2 separate regions of the Mus musculus genome follow, and region 1 is linked to region 2. A link is a contact called in public capture Hi-C data. All regions are on one chromosome and are shown on one strand. The core of a region is the stretch at or near the end of the contact, and the rest is flanking DNA. Distances in the headings are between cores, read along the strand shown. Region 1 overlaps Got1 (glutamic-oxaloacetic transaminase 1, soluble). Region 2 overlaps Hpse2 (heparanase 2).

Region 1 (5,738 bases), core at 1,853-4,352, 600 kb before region 2:
GAGTCCGGTTAGGTGTTGTGAAATTGAAATCAGCTGCACTCCTCAGCCCGCTGGGCCATGTGGTAACGCAGGTCACAGTTCATCCATGGAGAGGGCCACTGGGTGGAGTCATTTGAGGCGTTCCTCACCTGTTTGTGTACAGCAGGGTTTTCTTCTCCAGATGCCCTGATAAGCGAATGGCAAGGTGAAGTAAAGGACGAAGGGAGTCTCTGCTGAAGGTCTGGGAACCCAGGTCACTGATTAAACAAGTGATTAATCAGAGTTCGCACTAGATTTCTGTGTAAGGCAAGCCTTGGGGGAACGGAAGGTGTGGGATGTGTGTGCCGGGGTGGGGGGGTGGGGCTGGGGGTGTTAGAGCGTGGTATGGAAGAGTTGCCCTGAAAATCCTGTGTTTGCCCAGACAGAAGGTGGGCAGTCTGTTTTAAAATCTATATGTTCTATCGCTCCTCAGAGTTTCGGGCAGTGTGTTTTGGTCATACCCATTTCCATTTCTCTTTCCCCCTCCCTGCTGGAATGATGACGTGCTCGGTTTTATGCAGGAGAGTGCAGCCGATGTGTGTCCGTGTGAGCCAGCAGCCTGTCATGTCAGGAGCACACAGTTGTGTTCCAGCCCTTCCCAACCTCTGGCTCTTAAAAACCTTCCACTCCCTCCTCAGTGGTCCCTGATCTGTGTGTGTGTGTGTGTGTGTGTGTGTGTGTGTGTGTGTGTGTGTGTGTATGTGTCTGTCTGTCAGTCTGTGTGTGTTAGTGTGTTATAGATGTCCCATTTGTGGCCCAACACTCCACTGACATATGGTACCTCTCTGTATATGCTATAGATTAGGTTGGGCTGTTGTTGGCAAATCAGAGTCCATATTGAGGGAGCAGCTTCTCTAAGAGAACTGTATTCTCAACATGGCTACTTTGTTGACAGTATTCCTCTGTCCATGGATCTAGGTTTTGACCTCTTAAGACTATAAGAATCTCCCAGCACTTGGGAGGCAGAAGCAGGCGGATTTCTGAGTTCGAGGCCAGCCTGGTCTACAGAGTGAGTTCCAGGACAGCCAGGGCTATACAGAGAAACCCTGTCTTGAAAAACTGGAAAAAAAAAAAAAGACTGTAAGAATCTGGCCTGGGGCTCATGGCCTTGACCTGGTAACTTACTCTTCCTTCTTGGTCTAGTTCGTCTTCACCGTGTTTTGATTACAGAACGGACTTAAAGGACGGTTTTTATGGCATCAGTTATGTAAAGTTCCTGTTTTGGGATACTTCCCAGCATCTGAATTACTCTGGGTACCAGCTGCTCCTGAGCTCTGAGCCTTTCTTTCTTTCTTTTTTTTTCCTGGAAGTTCTCTGCATCCCTGGGCCACTATCTTCATCCACAAGGCCACCAGCTCATGTAGATTCTTGTAGTAGCCTCATTGGCCTTCCAGCCTCTACTCTCCTTGTCATTTCAGAACATTTCCCACACTACAGGAAGGGAGATACTCCTTATAAAGAGGGCTAACGGTGCTGCCTGCTCCCTTCCTCCACAGGGTGCACCTTCGTTGCTGTCTACAGAGTGTGGTCCAGTCTGTGAGCTTGCCATCCCTCTCCCTGTTATCCCTTCGGGATCCTGCCAGTCCAAGAGTGGAGAGTGTTGCTGTTTCGCAGACCCACAGGCCTATCAGAACTCAGAACCCAGGCCTGGCTTTTCCCTCTGTGTAGAATGCCCGTCCTTGCTTCACCAACTCTCTAGTCCAGACCTCTGAGACCTTCAGGACCCGACCAAGGGTCACTTCTGTGCTGAATCGTTCACTTTCTCAGGCGTGGCTGGTTACTTATGTTCTCTGAGTTATGACGTGGCTGTTTGAAGTCTGGGAATAACAGAACTCACTGTGGCTTTACTCTAGCGCCTAAATGAAAAAATATTGTTCCTCCACTTTATATGTGAGAGTATTTTGCTTGCGTGTATACATGCGTCACGCGCATGCCTGGTGCCCGTGGAGGTCAGGAGAATGTCTCAGATCCTCTGGAACTGGAGATTCAGATGACCGTGAGTCACCATGTGGATGCAGGGAACTGAAACCAGAAAGTGTTCCTAACTGCTGAGCCACGTCTCCAGCGTGCTAGGATGTCTGATTTTATAAGGCTTTTTTCCTCTCACAGTTTGTGACCCTGGCTAGGGATCATCTCACAATTTGTGACCCTGGCTAGGGATCATCTCACAATTTGTGACCCTGGCTAGGGATCATCTCACAATTTCTGATCCTGGCTAGGGATCCTGGCTTTTTGTTTAGTACACGTTCCAACAGTTAGCTCACAGAACTTCCAAGGGTCTCAGATGTTTGAGTTAGTCACTTGTCAGAAGAGCCAGGCACGTTGCTAGATGCTAGGACCCAAACATACATGTGACCACAGAGACAGGTCCTCCTTCCGTTTACTGTGTTAAACTTGTCAAATGCTGTAGAAAGAGAGGGGGCGGAGGCATGTTAGCCGTGGGGAAGGGAGGGAGGCTGGCTTCAGTTTTAACTGGAGTGGCCAGACTAGGAGAAGGGATAGTAGAGACAAGACGTGAAGAATGAACAAGGTTAACGGTAATGTCAGCTTCCTTACACAGCCTTCCTCTTGAAATTTACCATTACCACCTGCTTTGAAGGAGCTCAATTCTGGGACCCTGGCTGCTGCTGCTTTTCTGTTCTCAGACTTTTGGATTCAGACAGAATCTCACAGTAGAGCAGTGTTTTAGGCTCTGCTGTTCCTGAGCCTCAGCCGGCATGGCAGGTAGCCAGCCCCAGAAGACCCGACGTGATGCCTTTCCTTGTAGTGAGATCTCAGTCTCTACTTTGGCCCTCGCCTCAAGGAGTCCGGGGATCTTGCCCTGCCTCCGGTCTTTTCCACACTAGATTCTTTCTTCAGCCAGTTGGGCAGGAGCTTGTGTGGTGGTGTGTATCAGATACGGTAAGAGTTGCTATGGAACCCAGGTGACGTGTGACCCTGGCCTCAAACAGCTTCTTGTGGGCTCTGCTCCCGTCACAATGAAATAACACGACCAATTATGATATCTGACATGTTTCTAAAGTCAACAGTTATATGTCAACACGAAAAGGAGATGCAGAGACTGTCTGGTCCAGTTTTAACTGGTTGACTCTTTGTTCTGGATACCTGTTTAGTGATTTGGGTCCAGTGGTTGAGTCCGTGAATTGTCTGAACTTATCTCGTTAAATATTGATTTTTCCTTTTTTACAAAACACAGGACTTTCTTGGCCAAAAAAGTTTCTACAATGACCAGTTGCTACTTTATTTATTCACAAAAAGCAGTTTCTGTCAATTGTTGATATTTAGAGTACCATGTGTCACAGAAGCCATCCAGTGTTTAATTTTTAGGGCACGGTGGTTTGAGGATTCAGTCTTTCACGTGTCATATGTTATGAGTGCTCAGGTAGCTGATGTTAATGGAGTGAATTTATAATTTTTCGTTCCCAGGATCGTTTGCAGTCCTGGGTACCCTGTGTATCTGTGCTGACACCATGTGCTTCTGGAACAGGAGGGAGGGCGGGGCTAACCTCAGGACCTCTACTCCCTGGAGGGCGGGGCTAACCTCAGGACCGCTACTCCCTGAACGATTTTTCCTTTGCTGTCTTTTAGCATGAGTGTTAGCTTAGAGTTTTAGAACAACTTAGGGCAGCTTTTCTCCTCTAAAAAGAAATTTTCTTCTTTTAACCTCTTTATTATTTCAAATGCTATAATGCCTACATCCATGCCCACATCACATTACTTCAAGGTCATCTGTATTTGTGAATCTTGTGTAAGATCGAACCATACTGCCAGAGCAAATGCACGATAGCCGAATGTGTTTCTTCAATCATGAGATTTTACAAATAACACAGGAACGAAGCTCTTTGTGTGTCTTTAGGATCATCACGTAGGGCTGGAGAGACAGCCTATGGTTAAGAGTACTCACTGCTCTATCTGACGGACGGGGTTTGGATCCTATAGCATTCACTCTGGGCAGCTTCCACAAGCCTGTAACGCCAGCTCCACGTGTTTCAAAACCTGTTTCTGGCCTCTGTTGGAATACACAACACATACACACAACACATACACACACACACAAACACACATACAAACACATACACACAAACAAACACCTCCCCCACCCCCACACCTTAAAGAAAACCAATTTAGGCGCACGCCTTTAATCCCAGCACTTGGGAGGCAGAGGCAAGCCGATTTCTGAGTTCAAGGACAGTCTGTTCTACAAAGTGATTTCCAGGACAGCCACATCTATACAGAGAAACCCTGTCTCGAAAAACCAAAGTCTTTCTACTGTGACTATTCCTGAGTCTTTCATGAAGTTGTCACTGCTAGGAGACTGCTGTGCGTCCCTTGGCATTAAGTACTCTTTAGTACCATGATAAAACACCAGAACCAAAAGCATCCTTTGGAGGAAAGGATTTATTTTGGCCGATGGTTTCTGAGGGTTCGGGTCCTTAATGAAACGGAGGTGTGGTAGGCAGGTGAGAGTTACATCTTCAGGCGTGTGCAGGAAGCAGAGGGTGAACAGGAAGTGGAGTGAAGCATAAACCCTCAAAGCCCTTCCCCAGCGAGTTGCTCTTCCACGGAATTGTACCTGCTAAAGGTTACATACCACCACCACCCCAGCACCATCTACTGGGATCACGTGTTCAGATACCTCAGCCTGTGGTCGGCAATTTTCCATTGAAATCACACTCCTCTTCTTATGTTGTTTGTTTTGCTCTGAGACAGAGTTTCTCTGTGTAGCCCTGGCTGTTCTAGAACTCATTCTGTAGACCAGGCTGGCCTCAGACTCACAGTTATCCACCTGCCCTGGCCTCCTGAGTTTTGGGATTAAAGCTGTGTGCCTCTACTGCCTGGCACTTGCACTCTCTGTCTCTGTCTCTCTCTCTCTCTCTGGGATTGGACCTAGAGCCCTTCATGTGTTAGGTAAATGTTCTAGTTCTTTATCTGTGGTGGTTTGACTATGCTTGGCCTAGGGAGTGGCACTACTAGGAGTGTGGCCTTGTTGGAGAAAGTGTGTTACTGTGGGGGTGGGCTTAGAGACTCTCCTCCTAACCATGTGGGAGCCAGTCTCCTGGCTGCTTTCCAGTTAAGATGTAGAACTCTTGGCTCCTCCAGCACCATGTTTACCTGGACACTGCCATGCTTCCTGCCTTGTTGATAATGGACTGAACCTCCGAACCTGTAAGCCAGCCCCAATTAAATGTTATCCATTATAAAAGTTGCCTTGGTCAGGGTGTCTCTTCACAGCAATGGAAACCCTAACTAAGACAACATCCTAGCCGCCTCCCTTTATTTATAGACGTTTTTTATATGATTCTTTTGTTTTCCTTAATCGTGTAGGCATATTAGGCAACATTTAATTTATCTATTTATGCCTTTTATCTCTACTGAGAGAGTTACGCTGAAGCCTCATTAGAATTGGAGGGGTCCGATCAATGACAGGTGGACGGAGTGGCTTACAGAAGACGGAGTGAGCAGACCCAGAGCTGGGAGATCTCACTCGCGTCCATCCGTGCTGACTGTCTTTTGATTTCTCTCAATCCATTTACTTTGTAGAGTATGTGAGAGCCAAATGACACTCTAGGTGAAGACATTTTTCTGAATGGTAAAACAGAGGACTTTCATCATCACTTTCATCATAATAACGTTAGGACTCTTTAGGCTGAGAGGAAACTAAACAGAGGAAGGGAAAATCTGCCTGTCATCTTTGTTTGAGAGAACACGTCTCTGGGGAT
Region 2 (5,303 bases), core at 932-3,431:
TTCATTTTTCGACCACGGATACAACCATCTGGTGGACCAGAATTTTAACCCATTACCAGTAAGTGCTGGATAAAGATTCCCAATTCCTTTCCATATCATTTGGTTCTTTTGATCATGCCTTTTTCCACACTAGGAGATTTTTTTTCTTCTTTTGCTATTGGAAGTCTCTTTCATAAATCAGATGGAGCATTCTTGTCTTTGATTTCATGAACCATTCCATGGGCTTTTGGCTCCACCACCTCTCTTACACACAGCACCTACACAGACACACACATACATATATGTACATACATTTATATGTGTATAATGTATAAATTTATTACTATTACTTTAGCAAACTTTGTACAATTAAGATTCCACATCTACTTGTGGCCTGTTTGAACTCTGCTTGAGAGTGAATTTTTCCAGATTGTTTTCTTTTAATGCTAATAAGAGGCATTAGCTAACGTCAGATGCAGCATGTTGAAAGCAGATGGGGTGTTCACCAAGATCAGATTCAACAGGCGCCCATCCATCTCTTAGGGAAGGGATGAAGTTAGATGTTGACCCCTATGTGACAATGAAGATTTGCCCCAAGGCATAGTTCTGAGTGACCTGCTACATCATCAGGGAAATCTCAGCTCAGAAAAGCTGGTGTTTGCTTTTTTCCTTAGAAATATCATACAGATGGTTCCTTACACAGGTATCACATCGTGGTCCTGGTGGAAGGCCAGACTCTTTTCCCATGCCTGTGGCTGCCCTTTGAGATAATGTATCTGCTTTATTGGACAAGGACACTGAGGGTGAGACGGAATGGGGTATAACACCAGCCCTGGACCAGAGCCTGGGCCTTGAGTTAAGGCTGCCTTGAGGGCCCTGGGAGTAAACCGGAATAGGGCATGAGCTCCTGTTCCTGTCATTTGCTTCAGTTACCTATTTCCACCCAACTTTTTCTTTGCCAACCCCCAAGTCAAGAGGCATAGAACAGGAATAGTGTGGCCCACAAAAATATCATTTTCAAGTCTCAAAATTGAAACCAATTGGCACATTGTTTTTATTCACAGAGCGAGAGTAAGTCTTGAAGTCTGTACGCGAGGCTGAGGTAGAAAGGAGGGGTGAGAGTTTTCTGCTTAGAACTATAGAGATTTAATTTGTGTAAATAAGCCAAAATAATTAGAAAATTATCTCCAAGGTATAAGTATCAAACAAATATAGATCATGTTTTCTATTTGGAATAAATGAAAGGGTTTTTTTGGTTAGTTGGTTGGTTGGTTGGTTTTTGTTTTGTTTTGTTTTTTGTTTTGTTTTGTTTTTGAGAAGCAGGAGTCAGGGAAGAAACAACAATGAATAAATAAATAGTAGAATGTTATTATTCTATTATACATCTAGACTCCTAGATGTGGATACAGGAAGGGCTTTTATTACCATGTGACAGGTAAGGAAAGAGACAACTGATGGTAAGAAGCTAGGTAAGCAGGCGTCACACAGCTTTTTAAGCAAGGCAGAGACTAACAGAAACATTTCATGGCAGGAACTAACTCAGCACGTCCAGAGACGCAGGGTCACATGTGCCAGAGGCTGGAAGGAAGGAGGAGACTGCATAGATGTGAAGTAGGCGGGAGTCAGATGTACTAGAAGTAGTGAGAAAAAATCCCTGGGGAGCTTTGATCATGGAAGTCCTCACGCTTCCTCAATGCACAGCACCGCTTTTATCAGTGAAGGTCACACTTAACAGGTCAAGATTGTTTTCTATGTTTATTTAATTTTATTTGGTGTATCAGCAAAACTCCAGTCCTTCCTTTTTTCTTCTTCCCTTCCTTCATTCAAACCTCATTCACTCATCTTCTTTGCATCCCATTTGCTTACTATAATTCCTGGCCAGATCTCTGCATTGAGCCAGAAGGACAGAGATCCTGTGTATTGTGGCGAGAAATGGAAAATGAGTATGAGATCATTGTAGTTTATCATAACTGCTCTAAATAAAGCCTACCGAGGTAAATATGACTTTATTAACTTTCCTGAAAAAATAGAGAGCTAAAGGAGTGTGGACAATAGCTGTGATGTCAGCTCAGGTTCCTGAGGTCAGAGAAGTCACAGTAGCCAGGACCCCCGGGGTTTTCTAGCTCTGAATCCTACTTTCTCTCTGCTGTGCAGCGCTATTTCCCTAAGTGCTCATGTAGGTGTCTTTGTTATGCCTGAGGCAAATTCTGCCCTTGACTTGGGTCTGGCGATAAACAGGAGCAAAGGAGACAAGCTGGTGCAAGATGGGTGTTGGAAGACTAAACAGGCCTCCTTTCCAGGATAGGACCACCTGGGTATCTTACCACGCATCTGTGTGACTGCCCAGGACCATGGCTTTGGACACTTAAGACACAAACTTTCATGGCTTTATTCTCCCCAAATAGGAGTAACTGCCCGTTACTTTCTTTAAAAGCAGAGCACAGAAATCCTCAGCTGACACCTGATGGCCCCAGAGCTCACATAAGCCTCTAAGATCCCTTAACTGTGTCCAGGGATGCAGCACAAAGGCCCAAGTGAGCGGGGCAGCTGCAGGTCCAGAGACATGAGGCTGTGATAAGGAAAGCATATGTAAAAGCGCTCACAAGGTAGCAAGCTCCTTCTTTATCTCGCCTCATAGCAAATGCTGTACCTTATAAGTAGAAAACTCCACAGCTGCGAGAGTGTCCTAGTGTCCCCTGGAAAGAATTTACAAGACAGGCCAGAATTGCTGACTGGGCCCAAAGATGGGGAATGGAGCTGGACTTGAGGATCATATTGGTCACCATGTCAGACAGCTGTGGAACTGATAGCTAAACAATGCCAGTAACAACCTGTGGGCTTTGTACCATGCTGCTTCTTCAGGAGAGTTTAAGAGATTAGAGCTCTACTTAATTGTACTTGAGTTTCTCCCGGAAAAATATGGTTTTTGTACTCCCATTCATTCAAACCCAACTTAGTATATTTCAGGAAAGAATCTTATTAGCAAATTTTTTCTGCTTTGCTGGTGCTCTTGAGTAAATCCAGAGATGGCAAGCCTCTGGGCCTCAGGGCCCCTCAGGCCACGTCCCACACCACCCTTCCCCCTTGTCTTTAACTTTTCACCTTTCCACTGTCCCGCTCTGGCAGGCCTGTTCCAGTAGTACCTGTCAAAGGTAAGAGACAATAGCAGGATAGGACAGCACTGTGAACATGGTTTCTAGGAGTTAGGGTGAGGGAGAGAAACAGAAGATTTTAGGGCAGGGAAACTATTCTGAATGATACTAAACAGTGGGTTGCTTCTGTGCCAATCCCAAACCACAGAATGGGCACCACAGATAAACCCTACTGTGAAGTGTGGACTTTCCATGTCACTGATGGAAGGTCACCAAGTGTGAAGGCTCCACTCTGACACTGATGATGGTGAGAGCTGATGATAATGGAGGAGGACTTGAGGACAGCACCTAGGGGCATCTCTGTATCTGTGGGTCCGTTTCTGCTGGACCTGAAGTCTTCTCTTTTACAACAAAAGTTCAAAAAGGTGGGGTGAAGAAGGGAAAGGGGGAAGGCGAGGAGCAGAATGAGAATGGTTCTACTCTGCTGTTTTGCTCAGGAAATAACTTTTCAGCCACATCCCTTGTTCCTCTGTAGCTTTCTGCTAGCAAAGTGGCACCTCCTTCTGCCGTGAGCCTGTCTTCCTGAGGAAAAGAGCACATGTTAGTTACGCCATGCCCATGTGTTGTCACAGGCTCCGCCCTTTCCCCTGATGACCTGCCACTGGGAAAGAAGGGACAAGTGAGTCTCCACAGCTAAGCAATCGGTTGTGAGCTCCCTCGGGAGTAGCCGGTGTTTGTGTACATTCAGTGGACAGAGGCCAGACCCACCAGCCCGGGCACTTCTCCTCCAAGAGGGTTTTGGAATTCAGCTTGTTGCTTTTTTTAAGTGTGATTTACAGAGCTTTCAGGGAGAGGAATGGGGAATTACTAGTCAGCATCTTCCTAGCTCCCACGCTAGGACAGCAAAAGGAGTCTTCACACAGATATAATTCAATTTAGAAAAGTGAGCTCGGAGTTCTATCACCATTGTGTGGATATACATATAAATAAGACATGGTCTCCCATCTGCAGAGTTAGTAACCCACTGTGTGTTTGCGAGACTACAGCTCAGTCTTGCTTAGAGACCAGTGTAAAGAGCTCTATCAGGCGTGTAACATGTCCAACCTGGCCATAGTGGGGCAGCTGTGTGCTAGCAGCACTCATCTCTGCTTATTATCCTGATGAGTAACAGCAAATACTTGACAGCCCTGTGCACATCGGTAGAGCACTCTCTGTCTACATTGTTCTGGAGTATAATTGTCAGTCATGGGTTAGAGCACTGCTCAGAATCCTATAATGAAATTAAACCTATGGTTGCAGTCACCATAGCAACATATTCAGAGCCAAACGGTCACTGTTCAGATGTCATTTAGCTTTTGGAATGAAGCTCTGCCTTTTACTATTGCCAGTCTGGCATACTTGGCTAGCCTGTCATTTAATTCTAAGAACACGCTTTTTGTTAAGGAACCCATCTTTCTTTTTCCCCTTTTAAGATGCTGGAGATGGTTACCCCTAGGCACAGCATGGCTTAGATGCAAACACGGGATCCGCTCAGGGTAGCCTTTCTTCAGGAGAAAGACCTCATCACAAACCCACACCCCAGTGCCGCTGGATACACTGAGACTTGAACCACCCAGCCCGGGAGCAGCACAGCCTAGGCCTGAGACAAGATTGGTGGGTCCGAGCTCTACCATTAATGAAGTGTGTCTTTGGGTTCTGGCTTCCCTTTGATTGAGCTGAAGTGAGGATAAACTACCTCACCTGTGAACCTCCACAAGTCATTGTCAGTATACTTTAGAGAATCATTTAAAGCATACAATTTTGATTTTGCATTTACATGAAGTATGGAAAATTATTGGATGGGACTATATCTCAGAGCGAGACAATTGCCCGCACATTTTATTCCTTCTTTGTAGACCTCTTGTTGCTGTAATCAATAATACTGCTTTTTTTTTTAATCTGAAAAAGGAGTTCTTTATTTTTAACGATTGTGGCTGAATTAAAGTCTGCCTTTAAAATATCCAAGTTAATATCAATCCCCACCTCTGTATGTTCCATTTACTCCCGGGGACTTATCACACTCGTCATATCACATATCACATATCACACTCGTCATATTGCTGAACGCTGTGCTGGAGGCAGCACAGTCTGACTTTAAGAAGCTGGCACCACAGATACAAACAGATGTTAAATAGATTAAAAGGGACCATGGCAAAAGCCATTTTAAAGGATAGGAAAGAAAACAAAAGTCTG

What was found. Capture Hi-C pulls out chosen DNA fragments and counts their contacts.
Region 1: a capture Hi-C map of embryonic stem cells shows a contact between it and region 2, with 3 times the contacts expected there. The contact joins two enhancer-like sites. A contact is called at or near these places in 2 of 115 datasets of contacts at active chromatin or transcription factors (astrocytes and embryonic stem cells) and 1 of 9 other capture datasets (embryonic stem cells).

What each region holds. Positions count from the first base shown.
Region 1 is chr19:43,508,420-43,514,157 of GRCm38.p6, reverse strand. All of the region lies in intron 2 of Got1 (glutamic-oxaloacetic transaminase 1, soluble), which reads left to right. Among named protein-coding and RNA genes, the nearest start is that of Got1, 13 kb to the left of the region's middle. Within about 2 kb of position 3,102, at least 101 of the 459 cell types and tissues checked have an H3K27ac peak or open chromatin away from gene starts, as enhancers often do. A contact at or near this core is called in embryonic stem cells, where this site is marked.
Region 2 is chr19:42,903,374-42,908,676 of GRCm38.p6, reverse strand. It overlaps Hpse2 (heparanase 2), which reads left to right. Exons shown (of 12, transcript NM_001081257.2): 9 at 1-58. Among named protein-coding and RNA genes, the nearest start is that of Hps1, 130 kb to the right of the region's middle. Within about 2 kb of position 2,181, at least 4 of the 459 cell types and tissues checked have an H3K27ac peak or open chromatin away from gene starts, as enhancers often do. A contact at or near this core is called in embryonic stem cells, where this site is marked.